2 separate regions of the Macaca mulatta genome follow, and region 1 is linked to region 2. A link is a contact called in public Micro-C data. All regions are on one chromosome and are shown on one strand. The core of a region is the stretch at or near the end of the contact, and the rest is flanking DNA. Distances in the headings are between cores, read along the strand shown. Region 1 overlaps DLGAP1 (DLG associated protein 1). Region 2 overlaps MYL12A (myosin light chain 12A).

Region 1 (6,542 bases), core at 2,383-4,882, 330 kb before region 2:
CAAAGTGCTGGGATTACAGGTGCGAGCCACCACGCCCGACTGAACTCGTCTTCTTAGGCCAGTACTTTCTGTGGTCTCCCTATGGCAGCCACAGTTCCAGCATCCCTTGCAGATGACAAAGTCCAGAGGAATAAAAGGGATGTCCCTGACTTGAGTGGCTTTAAATAGTGAGGTAAACTTTCCCAGAACATTCCCATCTGACCTCCCTTCTCATCTCTTTGTCTTGTAGACTGGTGAAGATTCAGCCTCCATGTCTAGGTAGGGGCTTTGCCACCTCTAAAACTCACAGCTGTGGAAAGATCAACAGCACTGGGGTCTCATTAGCAAGCAGGACAGGGAGAATGGTTATGAGGAGGCAAACAACAATGTTTGCCACGGGCGTAAAGGCATGCAAAAGGCTAGTATGTTCTGGAAATGATAAATAGTCAAATAAGAAATTGTCAGGAGAAGGTAATAAAATATGCTGCAGCCCATTTGTAAAGAAGTTACCGGCTGGCCGGGTGCGGTGGCTCACATCTGTAATCCCAGCACTTTGGGAGGCCGAGGCGGGAGGATCATGAGGTCAGGAGATCGACACCATCCTGGCTAACACAGTGAAATCCCGTCTCTACTAAAAATCCAAAAAAAAAAACAACCATTAGCTGGGTGTTGTGGCAGGCGCCTATAGTCCCAGCTACTCGGGAGGCTGAGGCAGGAGAATCACTTGAACCCAGGAGGCGGAGCTTGCAGTGAGCCAAGGATCACGCCACTGCACTCCAGCCTGGGCGACAGAGCAAGACTCCATCTCAAAAAAAAATAAAGAAGTTACCGGCTAATATTTGGCTGCACTGTATGGGTCCATGTTCCTTAAGCTTTTAAAATTTAAAGACAGAGAGATATCAATGTTAGGAGATTTTTAGTATTCCTTTTTTACGTAATAATCACATAAAATTTCCTTCAAAAAACAAATGCTCAAGGCTGGGTGCAGTAGCTTATGCCTGTAATCCCAGTACTTTGGGAGGCTGAGGAGGGTGGATTGCTTGAGCCCAGGAGTTCAAGACCAGCCTGGGCAACATAGCAAAACCCCATTTCTACAAAAAATATAAAATATTACCTGGGTGTGGTGGCACAGGCCTGTAATCCAGCTACTCTGGAGGCTGAGGCGGGAAAATCACCTTGTTGCAATGAGCCTGGGTAACAGAACAAGATCCTGTCTCAAAGGAATTAAAAGAAAAATAAAAAAGGTTCAAAACAAAAATTACACAGCAACATATATAGTAACACTAAAATTTCATAATCTAGGCTGGGCGCGGTGGCTCATGCCTATAATCCCAGCACTTCGGGAGGCCGAGGCGGGTGGATCAATCACCTGAGGTCAGGAGTTCAAGACCAGCCTTGCCAGCATGGCGAAACCCCTTCTCTACTAAAATTACAAAAGAAAATGAGCCGAGTGTGGGGGCAGGCGCCTGTAATCCCAGCTGCTAGGGTGGCTGAGGCAGGAGAATCACTTGAACCCGGGAGGTGGAGGCTGCAGTGAGCTGAGGTCGTGCCACTGCACTCCAGCCTGGGCAACGAGTGTGAAACTCCCAAAGTCTGTCTCAAAAAAAAAAAAAAAGTTATAATCTAGTCATGTCATAGCAGTGAAGAAATAACCGTGTATGTAATTCTTATTTGTACTTTTTTATAATTACAAAAGTAATTCTTTTTCAAAAAATAGGAAAATTCAGAGAAGCCCAAAGAGTAAAGTAAAAATCACCCATATCCCATCACCTGGCTATAACGATGTGAAGTCAAAGTTGGGGCCTCACATACGTAGTAGTTTGGTATACAGTTATAATAGTGATTTTCTTTTTCCTTTGTAAGAAAGCACTTCAAATTCAATTTCTTCTTACCATACTTTTCTGTCAAACAAAGCAAAACTGCTGGTCAGTGTAGAAGGGGGAAAAGCAACAAATGCATATGGTGGCTTATGAAGTATAACATATTACATTAGGGAAGGAAATAAGTATTATTGCTGTTGTATTTCTGTTGGACTTGCTACTCATACAACTGGTTATCTAAGCCCAAACTCTATAATGTAAGGAAGTAATGAAAAAGTCTGCCTTTGAGAGCAGCGAATTCTTCAGTGTGATTCTGGCAGGGGAAGGAAGGGGGGAAGGGTTGTAAGAACTGGGGCCAAATTTCATCCTGGCAAGTTGCAGCTTTCTTCCTGAGCGTGGTTACTGGTCAAGGCACCAGGGCTCAGGAATGAGGCAGACATTAGCTTGTTTTGGTTGGCACCTCTAGGATAGTTTTGTCTGCACACTGTGCCTCTGAGGAATGGCCTCTACAAAGGGTCAGGATGCCAAAATTCTTTAATCTTTCACTTTCATTTTAAAAATGAAATCTGAATCTCTCTCCATCTAATAGCAAACCACAGTGAGACCATTTTTTTTAAAGTCCAGACCTGCCTAGGCAGGAATCCATTTTGGTTGTTGTTGATTTTAGTGTTTTGTTCAAAGTCTCCTGTTTCTTTATGAATTCTCTTTCACACAAACTTGTTAGTGGCACTCAGTTTCCTTGGTAAACTTTTTGGTTTTTGTTTGCTGCTAGCTTTTAAAAATCTATAGACAGGCAAAAAATCTCCTGCTGCTAAAAAGCTGCACGACCTTGGAAAAGTCACTTAACCTCTCTGGAGAAAGATCAAGTTAGAGGGTCATAGTGGACTGGAGAGGATTTTAGAGATCAGAGTTCTGCCCTTCCTGTTTACAGATCTGTCATTCAGAGAGGGTGACTAACTGGCCAGAAGCCAAACAGCTTTCTTGAAGTTTTATTATTTTGATTTTTCAAAATAATAGGAGTTCAATGAATTTGCAAATTAACGAAGCAGTGTTTGAAAAGAAAATGTGCAAGAGATATTTAAGTGTTAAAGGAAACTAGAGATAAGATACTTTATAACTATCCAAATTGGTTCGTAGGAAGCAAACGTGAACTGTGTAAAATGTGGAGCATTTGATGCACCAAGAAATATTTACTGACTGCCCACTTGGAGCTTGAAAGTTCGGTTGGGAACCAAGAAGATAATCATAATGTAATAAGTGCTCTGCCTGATTAAAAACGGCAGTGTTCTCATGAGAACGAGGAAGGGCATTCAGAAGGACATTCCTGGCGTCTTCCTGGAAGAGGCCAAACGTAAGCTCAGATCTGAAGGAAAAACCAGAGGAAAGAATATCCCTAACGAGGAATCGATTGCACATGCAAACCCAGGGAAACTGATGGGTTGAATAACTGAAGGCAAAGTGGTCAGGAGGATGGAGAATTCTGAGACCTGAACGGTGAGCAGGAACTCTTATCCTGAGGGCAGATTTGTAAACTGCAGACTGACAGGACCTGCTGGAGGGTTTCCGCTCTTCCTCTAAGTGTACGCAATAGTTTGGAAACAGAGAAAAGACAGACCCAGTGAGACTAAGTAGAAAAGTATTTCTCCAAATATTTTGACCTACAAAATGCATTTTCCCTGTTGCCCAGTACGTACACAGATCCGGGGACACGCACACACAAACTGAAAGAAGTTTCCCAACAAGACTTAATTTTTCTACACAGGATGTACGCTGACATTTTCTACCTAACCTTTTGCATTTTCTAAATGGTGAAACTGCATGACTCATCTGATTTCACTACCCATTAAGTCACAACTCAGAGTTGGAGAAACCTTGGGTTAAGGAAGTTGCTGTGATACTCCAGAAGAGAACATTTCAAAGTATAGGATCTAGGGAAGCAGAAAGATGCACAGAAGGATGTGGAATGATTCCAGAGGGATTTAAGAGATCAGAGAGGACCCAAGAGTGCTTACAGATAATGCCGAGTTTTGGCCTGAACTCGGGGCAGACAAAGGGATCGTGTACTGAGATAGGGCACCTTAAGTGAAAGATGAGGAAGGTAAAGATATCACCACTTGGGAAATGCCCGATTCTTTTGTGTGTGTGTGTGTGTGTGTGTGTGTTTCTGTAAACACAAATATGCTCCTTAATGTGAAGTACATCCCAAGAAAAACATGTAACTCTAGAAAATGCCCAAGTTTTATTAAAAGAAGAAGGGAAATGGCAGAAATGGAAAGAAGGGAATCAGTGGAGAGGGGTGGACTCTAGCACTTAGGCACAAGATTCCACTTGGACAGGACAGGCAAGCTTCAAATCCCAGAGGAAACAGACAGCCCGTATCAGACTCACCTGATGCTTTCCTGCAGCTGCTATGGGGCTTTTGTAAGCTGGGAATGGGTTAAGCATAGCCCCGGCTGTTCATTCAGCCACAATGTTGGCAGGAGTTAGCTTCTTTACACATAAAGTTGGCATCAAATTTGGAATTCACAATCACTAGTTCACGAACGTCACAGGCATTTCTTAGGCACTTCTTATATAAATGGAAATACCATTAACTTTCTTCTTCATGCACGCTCTCTGACAACATCGGGTCAAAGGGGCTTTTTTCCTGCCTCTTTTCATAGCTTCCACCGTCCCCATCCTTCTTCTAAATCTTTAATTTTGCAAAGCCGTAGGGAGTGGTGGTAGCCTGTGGCGAGTTGAAGATTTTGAACAATAGGTGTTTCTGAGCCGAGTTTATTGAAAGGGTCTTGTCTGTGTCCTGGGGGAGATTGTAAATGAGATGTCAACAGGAGCTCTTTTGTGTGGATGGCATTCATCCTGAAAGAGAGGAATTCCCTTACTGTGCTAGTATTTCAAGTACATTTGTTGCTGCCTTTGCTAAAACTTTTTATCCAACTGCCAGAGCTAACAGCAATGAATGAGTCACTTGGTGTGATTGTAACTTCCTTCCCTCCTTAGCAAAGCAATGACTCAGTCATTTACATTTAGAAAGGAAGGCTCCTAAGAAGATTTCTTGGATTTTCATCAGCTTGAGCCTCTTTTCTTGACCATCACGTGGGCTTGATCTGTCAGCAATCCTGTTAACCCCGGTGAGGGGAGTTTAGCTGGGCTGTTTTTCTCCCTCCCTGGAAAACTTCTTGCTGTTTTGCTCGTTTCTTTTTTAAATCCAAGGAGAAAGACAAACACAATTTCCTGCCTTAAGCCCTTTTCCTTTCTCTCTCCCTCCCCCCCTTTTCTTTTGTAAAGGACAGGCAATTTCAGTTTACTATAATTACCCTGGGCTGAGGTTTGACTAACTCCACCTTCAGACGATAAGGCAACCGTTTTATTACCTTGCTGCCAGGTGCCTGAGGGTGACAAGACTTGCCTTTATCTGGTGACCTGACAAGGTTATCAGCAACTGCAAATGGGCTGAACCTCGGAGCAGGGGCCATCAAAATGCTTCCCTCCCCTCGATCCATTTCCCAACCCTTTATTGGTAATTCATTTCAATCCGAAGACTGGCTCTAGTTTCTGCAAGTTTTTCCGCATTCCTGCACCTTAGCTCTGTCGTCTTGTGTTCTCTCTGGAACACGGGCAGCCGCAACAGCAACCTTAATTATGAGCAGTCAGCTGCCCCCATGAGCCCAGAGCACAAGCATGAAGTCCCCACCACAGTCCAGCACACCACACGCAGGATATATATTCCCGTCCTCTGGCTTAGTCGATTTGCAGTATTTATAGTTGCTTTTTCAGAGTTGATACTTAGAGACATCTTTGGCCTATGATGGTAGAAATCCCTCCAAAATAAAATCGTATTGCTTGTACTTGCTATGGTTCCTTTTGAAAACTGGAATATAATCCACACCAGGAAGCAGTGCCGTGCTTGTTTGAGATAATAAACATATCTGCTGCTCGATCTATTTGTATCTGCAGTTCATGAACTTACGTGTCTACCAACACAAGTTTCTTCTTTTTTTTTTTTTGGACGGAGTCTCGTCCTGTCTCCCAGGCTGGAGTGCAGTGGCATGATCTCGGCTCACTGCAAGCTCCGCCTCCCAGGTTCATACCATTCCCCTGCCTCAGCCTCCCTTAGTAGCTGAGAGAGTAGCTGGGACTACAGGCGCCCGCCACCACGCCCGGCTAATTTTTTGTATTTTTAGTAGAGACGGGGTTTCACTGTGTTAGCCAGGATGGCCTCGATCTCCTGACCTCATGATCCGCCCGCCTCGGCCTCCCAAAGTGCTGGGATTACAGGCGTGAACCACTGTGCCCGGCCAACGCAAGTTTATTCTTTAATTCAAACTATGTTACTTGCACTGTCTCGGTTATCTGTTGGGTGGGAAATGTGGTATAAGAGCACACATTTTGGGAAATGGTTTCCAAAAAGTGTGTACTAGGCAGAGCTTGAATGAATGAAGAGAGAGCTTGCAAACACGCTTTTAGGCCAGTGTCCTGGGCAGCATCAAAGCAGAGCAGCACCTGGATTGTACCTAGCACGGAGCTGCCCTCCTGTCAGTGCAAATTATAGTGGGGCAAGGTAAAGAATGTAGGTTTTATTTATTTATTTATTTATTCATTCGAGGAGTCATCTCGCACTGTAGCCCAGGCTGGAGTGTAGTGGCGCAATCTCCACTCACTGCAACCTCCACCTCGCAGGTTCAAGTGATTCGCCTGCCTCAACCTCCTGAGTAGCTGGGATTACAGGCGCCCGCCACCACA
Region 2 (6,374 bases), core at 1,756-4,255:
TGTATACCCATGTAACTATCACTCCCATTAAGTTACAAATGTTAACATTGTTCCAGAAAATTCTCTCCAAGTTAATCACCATCTCCCATAGGCAACCACTGTTCAGATTTCTATCACCATAGATTAGTTTTGTTTTTGAACTTCTTATAAACAGAACTGTACAGTATATATTCATATATATGCCTGTCTTCTTTCACTCAATACATTGTTTTTGAAATTCACCTCTCTTACTGGGTTTATGGCACAAAGTTCACTGTAGCCTTGAACTCTTGGACTCAAGTGATCCTCCTAACTCAGCCTCTTGAGCAGCTAGGACTACAGGCATGAGCCACCATACACAGCTACTTTGCAAGGAGGGGGTGCAGGGGTAGAGACAGGGTCTCGCTATGTTGCCCAGGTTGGTCTTGAACCCCTGGCTTCAAATGACCCTCCTACCTTGGCCTCCCAAAGCACTGGGATTACAGGTGTGAGCCACCATGCCTGGCCATATTCATTCCTTTTACTGCCTTCTGCCTTTCCACTTTGGACTGTGGAACTTAGTAGTGTGCCTTGCACACGGCAGGTGCTCAAATAATCCTAGTTAAGCAACTACATATATATATATGTATAGTATATATAGTTGTGTATAGTGTGTATATATAGTTCCTTCCTGTAACAGAATTACACATATATGTTCATTACAAGGTAGGTCCCGGATCTGAATTCCAACATGAGGCTTTTCTCTATGGTCTACCTATGGTTCCAGTCTCTTCCCCAAGAGATCCCTAAGGAAACTTAGCAGCTACCCACTGCTCCATACCTGGAAGAAGCAGTACTAACCAGGGACAATAACTGAGTGCTAAAGATGTGCCAGGCACTGATTTAAGGATTTTGTATGTATTAACACATTTAATCCTCACGACAACTCATCATATGGGTACTGTTATCATTCTCTTCTCTCAGATACGAAAATCAGGGTAAAGAGAATAAACAACTTGCCACACCGCTAGAAAATGGCAGAACTTAGAGTCAGGATCTGTAGTCAGGAAATCAAGCTCCAGAGCTTGAACCACTAGCCAGTAACATCCTGCATACAGGCAGCTGAAATTCTCTGCCATGAAAATGTGGATAGCTGGGAGTAACAAGCAATGATACCCCAAAGTTAAATGTGTGGAGTGAGGAAGGAAGATCCCAAAGATGCTGGCAAAAAGGGTACGATAAACTTATCCCCAAATATACCTGGAGTCTTTGAATCTTGGGAGAAAAGGAAAACTAGCTCCATGTTGGGGCTCTACATCCTGTTACCTTTCCTAACCTTAGCAACTCTCGTCTGGGGATCTGTCCTTTAGAAGTTGCAGTTCATCTTGTCCAAGCTTAGTCTCATCAAAGCATAAATGAACATCGAGTCAGCCATCATAAAAGTTGTTTCACTCAACAGAGCCTAAACAAGGCAAAAGCTGTGCTCTTAGTTACGAAGTCCAGGAGGGTCTACCACCTTGGGCAAATTACCTCACCTCTCTGGGTTTCGTTTTACTCAGTTATAAAATGCAAAGGCTTCACAAGGTAATCTATTAGGTCCTACTGAATTCTAAATGCTTTGATTCTTCTCTTACCAAAAGACCATGCCAAATCTACCTTCAACTAAGCGGCCAAATGAATCCTCTAAACATCCCTTTCTTATTACTCCCTTAGTGAAGACTCCAAAATTACTCTCTATGGCTTCTTACATAATCTTTTCTTTCTTCTAAGTTTTCAAGACATCCATAAGAAGGTCCCACTTACCTATCTACCCTTATTTGCTACTATAAGTCGTTATAGTTCGGTTCCATACCCTACGGTCTGCTTTTCACAGGAGACAATTCCCAGCTTTTGAGTTTTGCTCGTTACCACCTCCCACACATCTAGCCGGAAACGCTAAGTTCTCCCTCCTAGGGCTGAATCCAAGGCCTTCAGTGAGGTCACGATTCTTTTCCAAGCAACCTTTCCCTATTTCTGTTAATTGTCCTTTCTTCAGACAACACGAATAAACTAAACCTTTACAAGATGCAAGACACACTAAGCGAATTACAACTCTATGTAAATCATTACATTTGAGCCTGTATCAACCACACACTCGGCTACCGGCATGCTAATAGCTTCCTTGGAGGCTTCACTTAGGCAAGACCGTGCACTAGGAGGCTCCTGCACCCTCCAAAGCATCTAGGACAGTGTTGGGCACAGGGCAGGTACTCCACACCAACACGCCCGGGTCCGCCCTAATCCACCGCCAGGGCCCGCCGCTGGGCCGGGAGGGCAGGCGTCGACCCCGGGGCCGGCGGGCGGTCCAGGGCCCAGGTGTGTGAGGTCACCCAGGTGGTGAAGGGTCGACCCACGCACCGCCGGGCCCCGGCCACCTCTCCAGCAGGGCGTCTCCCCCGGCCGACTCCATCGCCTGCAGCCTCCCAGCCTCCGGACTTCCGGGCCAGGGCCTCACCGCCAACCCTCCTCCCTCCTCCCTCCACCTCCGGCCCCATGCCCCCTTCTCAGCCAGCCTGACAGGTCCCGCCGACGCCTGGCCGCGCTGGGGCGGGGTCCGGCCGCAGGCGCGCGACGGGAGGGGGCGCGGGGACACGGAGGCGGCCCGAGGGGTCTCGCGAGCGGAGTCGAGCGCCACTCACCCGGCGCCAAACACCAGAACCGGGGTCGCCCTGCGCGAGACAACGAGCGACAGCGAAGAGCGCTAGGCTGTGGCCGGACAGTGGCGGCGCCGACACTTCCTGCCTGAAGGGGCGGAGCGGAAGGCGCACCGGAAGGCGCGGCTGGACCAAGTGGAACGGGGGTGCGCAGAGTGTTCGCGCCTGGGCGCGGGGTCTGTGTGTCAGCCGAGCGGCTGGGCTGCTGGGGCCGGAGGCACACGGCCGGGGTCTTAACTGCCCTTCGGCCTGCTCCGATCCGCTGCGATATAGCGCCGGCGCTGCGGCGGTCGCCCGCAGCCGGGCCCTCGTCCCCTGCTCCTTTGGCAGCTCCGCGGCCCTTCCGCATTCCTGGCCCGCTGGGCGCGGCTGGGCCGGGCGCTGGAATTTGACCCGAGCGGGCCGCGATCAGCGGAGGATTTGGGGTACCCTTTGACCCAGGCGGGGCGCGATCCGCCGAGGATTTGGGGTCCCCTGGCGCCGAACCCTGAGTTGCCAGATTTAGAAAGTAAAAGTACAGTTCTTCTAAATTTGAATTTCAGACAAGACCGGTTTTAGGGTTCGTCCCATGTAATGCTAAGAAGGTGAGGGCGGCGCCTGGGCGGATTCTTTTCCGCTCCAGAATCCCTTTCTCTTTTCAAACCGCGTTCCAGCCCGAGTTAAATCCTTTAACCTACTCCTCTCTGCTTACCCTCATAAGGTTTACGGCCTTATGAGGCTACGGCCACAGCCTATGGCTGTTTCATTCCTCCTTTAGCCACAAGAAAGTTTTATTCAAACTACTTTCTTAACTTTATCAAGAAAATGGCAACGCACACACATACATGCACACACAAAGAAAAACACGAAGCGGCCGGGCGCGGTGGCTCACGCCTGTAATACGAGCTCTCACGGAGGCAGAGGCGGGAGGATAGCTTGAGCCCAGGAGTTCGAGACCTGCCTGGGCAATATAGCGAGACCCCGTTCTCCATAAAAAGGAAGAAGAAAAAAAAGGAAAACAAGAAGCTACGTTTTTCAGGTTTTGCTCTAGATCGTGTTTGTGGCTGTGTTCTTCAAGATATTTTCCCTCACCTTGAGGTAATCTAGCATTACTTCATCTAGCATTACTAAAACAGCATTGCTTCAGGATGGTGGAAGATGGCAATCTAATAGCAAATCTTTGTTGAACTCTTCTTATTGCCTTAACATGTGCTGCATGCTGAGAGATGAATTCAAAGCCTCTTAGGGAGTTTATATATTCTAGAAATCTTTGATCAGAAATTCCTAGAAGGGAGGGAGCTTGTGTTCAGCACTCTATAGCAGTTCTTAAACAGTAGCACGCCTAATAACAAGACTTTAAAAAACATTTTTGAGCCTCAAAACCGGGTATTAGGATTGAGTGAGTAAAGGGTGGAGGATAATTCCAATTTCTGGTAAGCACACATGATGCTGACGCGGTGGTCCTCATCCCAGCAGCACAGCTCTAAATCCAGTTCATGACTGTATGTATTTTCTCAATAGTGTTAGAAAAGCAATTGCTTAAAAGTCACACCTGGTTCTACAATATTTACCCTTTCCTTAACTGTAGTCTAGGTTTTGGTTCGATAGTTTAAATAATTAAAAAATATAAGTTTCTAGAATTGTGCTGTCCAATACAATCGTCACTAACCACATGTGGCTAAACTTAAATTCAGTTCCTCAGTTGTATTTGATAACGTTTGATACCTGGAATGCAGTGGCTATTCACAGGTGTGATCATAATGCACTACAACCTGGAACTCCTGGGCTCAAGCGATCCTCTCACCTGAGCCTCTCAAGTAGTTGGGACTACAGGTGAGAGACACTGCACCAGTGCGTCTGGCAGTATTAGACACATTTTTGTTTTTTGAAACAGTCTTGCTCTGTTGCCCAGGCTGGAGTGCAGTGGCTCGATCTCGACTCACTGCAACCTCTGCCTCCCGGGTTCATGCGATTCTCCTGCCTTAGCCTCCCGAGTAGCAGGGACTACAGGCGTGTGCCACAACGCCCATCTAATTTTTGTATTTTTAGTAGAGACGGGTTTTCACCATGTTGGCCAGGATGGTCTCAGTCTCTTGTCCTTGTGATCCACGTGCCTCGGCCTCCAAAAGTGCTGGGATTACAGTCCTGAGCCATCGCGTCCGGCCAGTATTAGACACATTTTAAGTGCTCAATAGCCACATGTGGTTAGTGTCCTTATTGTATGGCACAGAGAGCATTTCCATAATTACAGAAGCTTCTATTTGACAGCACTATTCTGAAGAAATAATTCTAAGGTACATTGTTCTCTTTAGATGCAAAAGAAAAGCCTATATAGGCTTTATTTAATCATTAATAAAAATGTATTCACTAACAAAAATAGCTGGATAGCTAAATATCTATCATTGGAAAATTGTTTATAGCATACCCACGTCAAAGATAATTGAAGTTAAGAATGGTTGAAAAACCAATATACTTAAAACAACAGTGGCTATGCCAAAACATGAGATATAATTTTAGTAAATGAAAAAACAAGTTGTAAACTCATTACAACTGTAAAATGTATGTGGATAAACATTGGAGAAGTCACAATTCCTGCTATTTGAGCAGACACAGAGAAATCTAGACTAAAAAGATATAGGGACTTGGAAGATGGAAGATCAAGTGAAAATGGAATAAGCAGCACGGGGAAAACTGGGCATTTCTTCAGTGCGGGATTAGCTACAACAATCGCTTTATGGACAGAAAAGGTAAGCAAACATGACTAACGACTTGTCAAATCTGGGGGCGTCTCATTTAAACCTTCCCATACTCCACTGTTCTGTGTTGGACACTACTAACCTCCTTACTCTTGACATTAACTAGGTTTCCGTAAAACTGTTTCTGTGGCTCCATTTACCTCTCCAAACTCTGATCATTTTTTATCTGATCCTCAAGTCTAGGTGTTAAACCTCTTGCTGTCCTTCCTCTTTTCACTTTGTAGCAAATGGTTTCCTTTCCTTCTCAATTTGCTTTTACTTGTCTCTTATGCTCAGGCCTTCCTCCTTTCTTTCCCAGGAGCATTCAATTCCTGCTCTCAAGTCATAGGTTCTTTCATCAAGTAAAATTTGGGGCCTGGAATCCAAATGACCATATCATATGCAGGTAGATAAGGATGCCACCCCCATTAGGTTGGTTTTGTCCGATTTTTTTTTTTTTTTTTAAAGACAGGGTCTCGCTGTCACCCCAGGCTGGAGTGCAGTGACACAATCAGTTCACTCCAGCCTTGGACTCCTGGGCTCAAGCAATCCTTCCACCTTAGCTTTCGGAGTAGCTGGGATTATAGGCACCCGCCACCATATCCGGCTAATTTTTTTTTTTTTTTTTTTATGTAGAGATGGGGTTTTGCTTTGTTGCCCAGGCTAATGTCAAACTTCTGGCGTCAAGCAGTCTTCCTACTTCGACCTTCCAAAGTGCTGGGATTACAGATGTGAGCCAATATGCCTAGTCAGATCTTTTGAAATGGTTTGTTTCAAGTTTGACTTTCATCGTGGAAACTTTTGAGACTGATTTTTCAGTCAAACACACCATTGAAATGGATGCTTTTACCTTTCTATTGGCAATCATTCTTGTTTAAGCAAAGAATGGTATTACTAAATTAGGAGAATTATTTCATTCAGGGTACATCATTGTTCTTAATGCAAGTTGGTTCTTTGAGCAGTTATCTGAAAGGGAAACAGGAACCCTGCAAGAGATCGTTTTAGTAGT

The links. Hi-C and Micro-C count contacts between places; a contact is called where the count stands out from the background.
Region 1: a contact with region 2 is called in a Micro-C map of CD4 T cells, with 5 times the contacts expected there. The contact joins two enhancer-like sites. A contact is called at or near these places in 2 of 14 Hi-C or Micro-C datasets (CD4 T cells and fibroblasts).

The regions. Positions count from the first base shown.
Region 1 is chr18:74,820,246-74,826,787 of T2T-MMU8v2.0, reverse strand. The region is part of intron 8 of DLGAP1 (DLG associated protein 1); the gene reads left to right. It overlaps LOC114673842 (a long non-coding RNA gene), which reads right to left. Exons shown (of 6, transcript XR_013408207.1): 2 at 4,188-6,542; 3 at 1,750-1,880; 4 at 1,094-1,189. Among named protein-coding and RNA genes, the nearest start is that of TGIF1, 150 kb to the right of the region's middle. Within about 2 kb of position 3,632, at least 26 of the 40 cell types and tissues checked have an H3K27ac peak or open chromatin away from gene starts, as enhancers often do. A contact at or near this core is called in CD4 T cells, where this site is marked.
Region 2 is chr18:74,486,847-74,493,220 of T2T-MMU8v2.0, reverse strand. The region is part of intron 3 of MYL12A (myosin light chain 12A); the gene reads right to left. Among named protein-coding and RNA genes, the nearest start is that of MYL12A, 13 kb to the right of the region's middle. Within about 2 kb of position 3,005, at least 38 of the 40 cell types and tissues checked have an H3K27ac peak or open chromatin away from gene starts, as enhancers often do. A contact at or near this core is called in CD4 T cells, where this site is marked.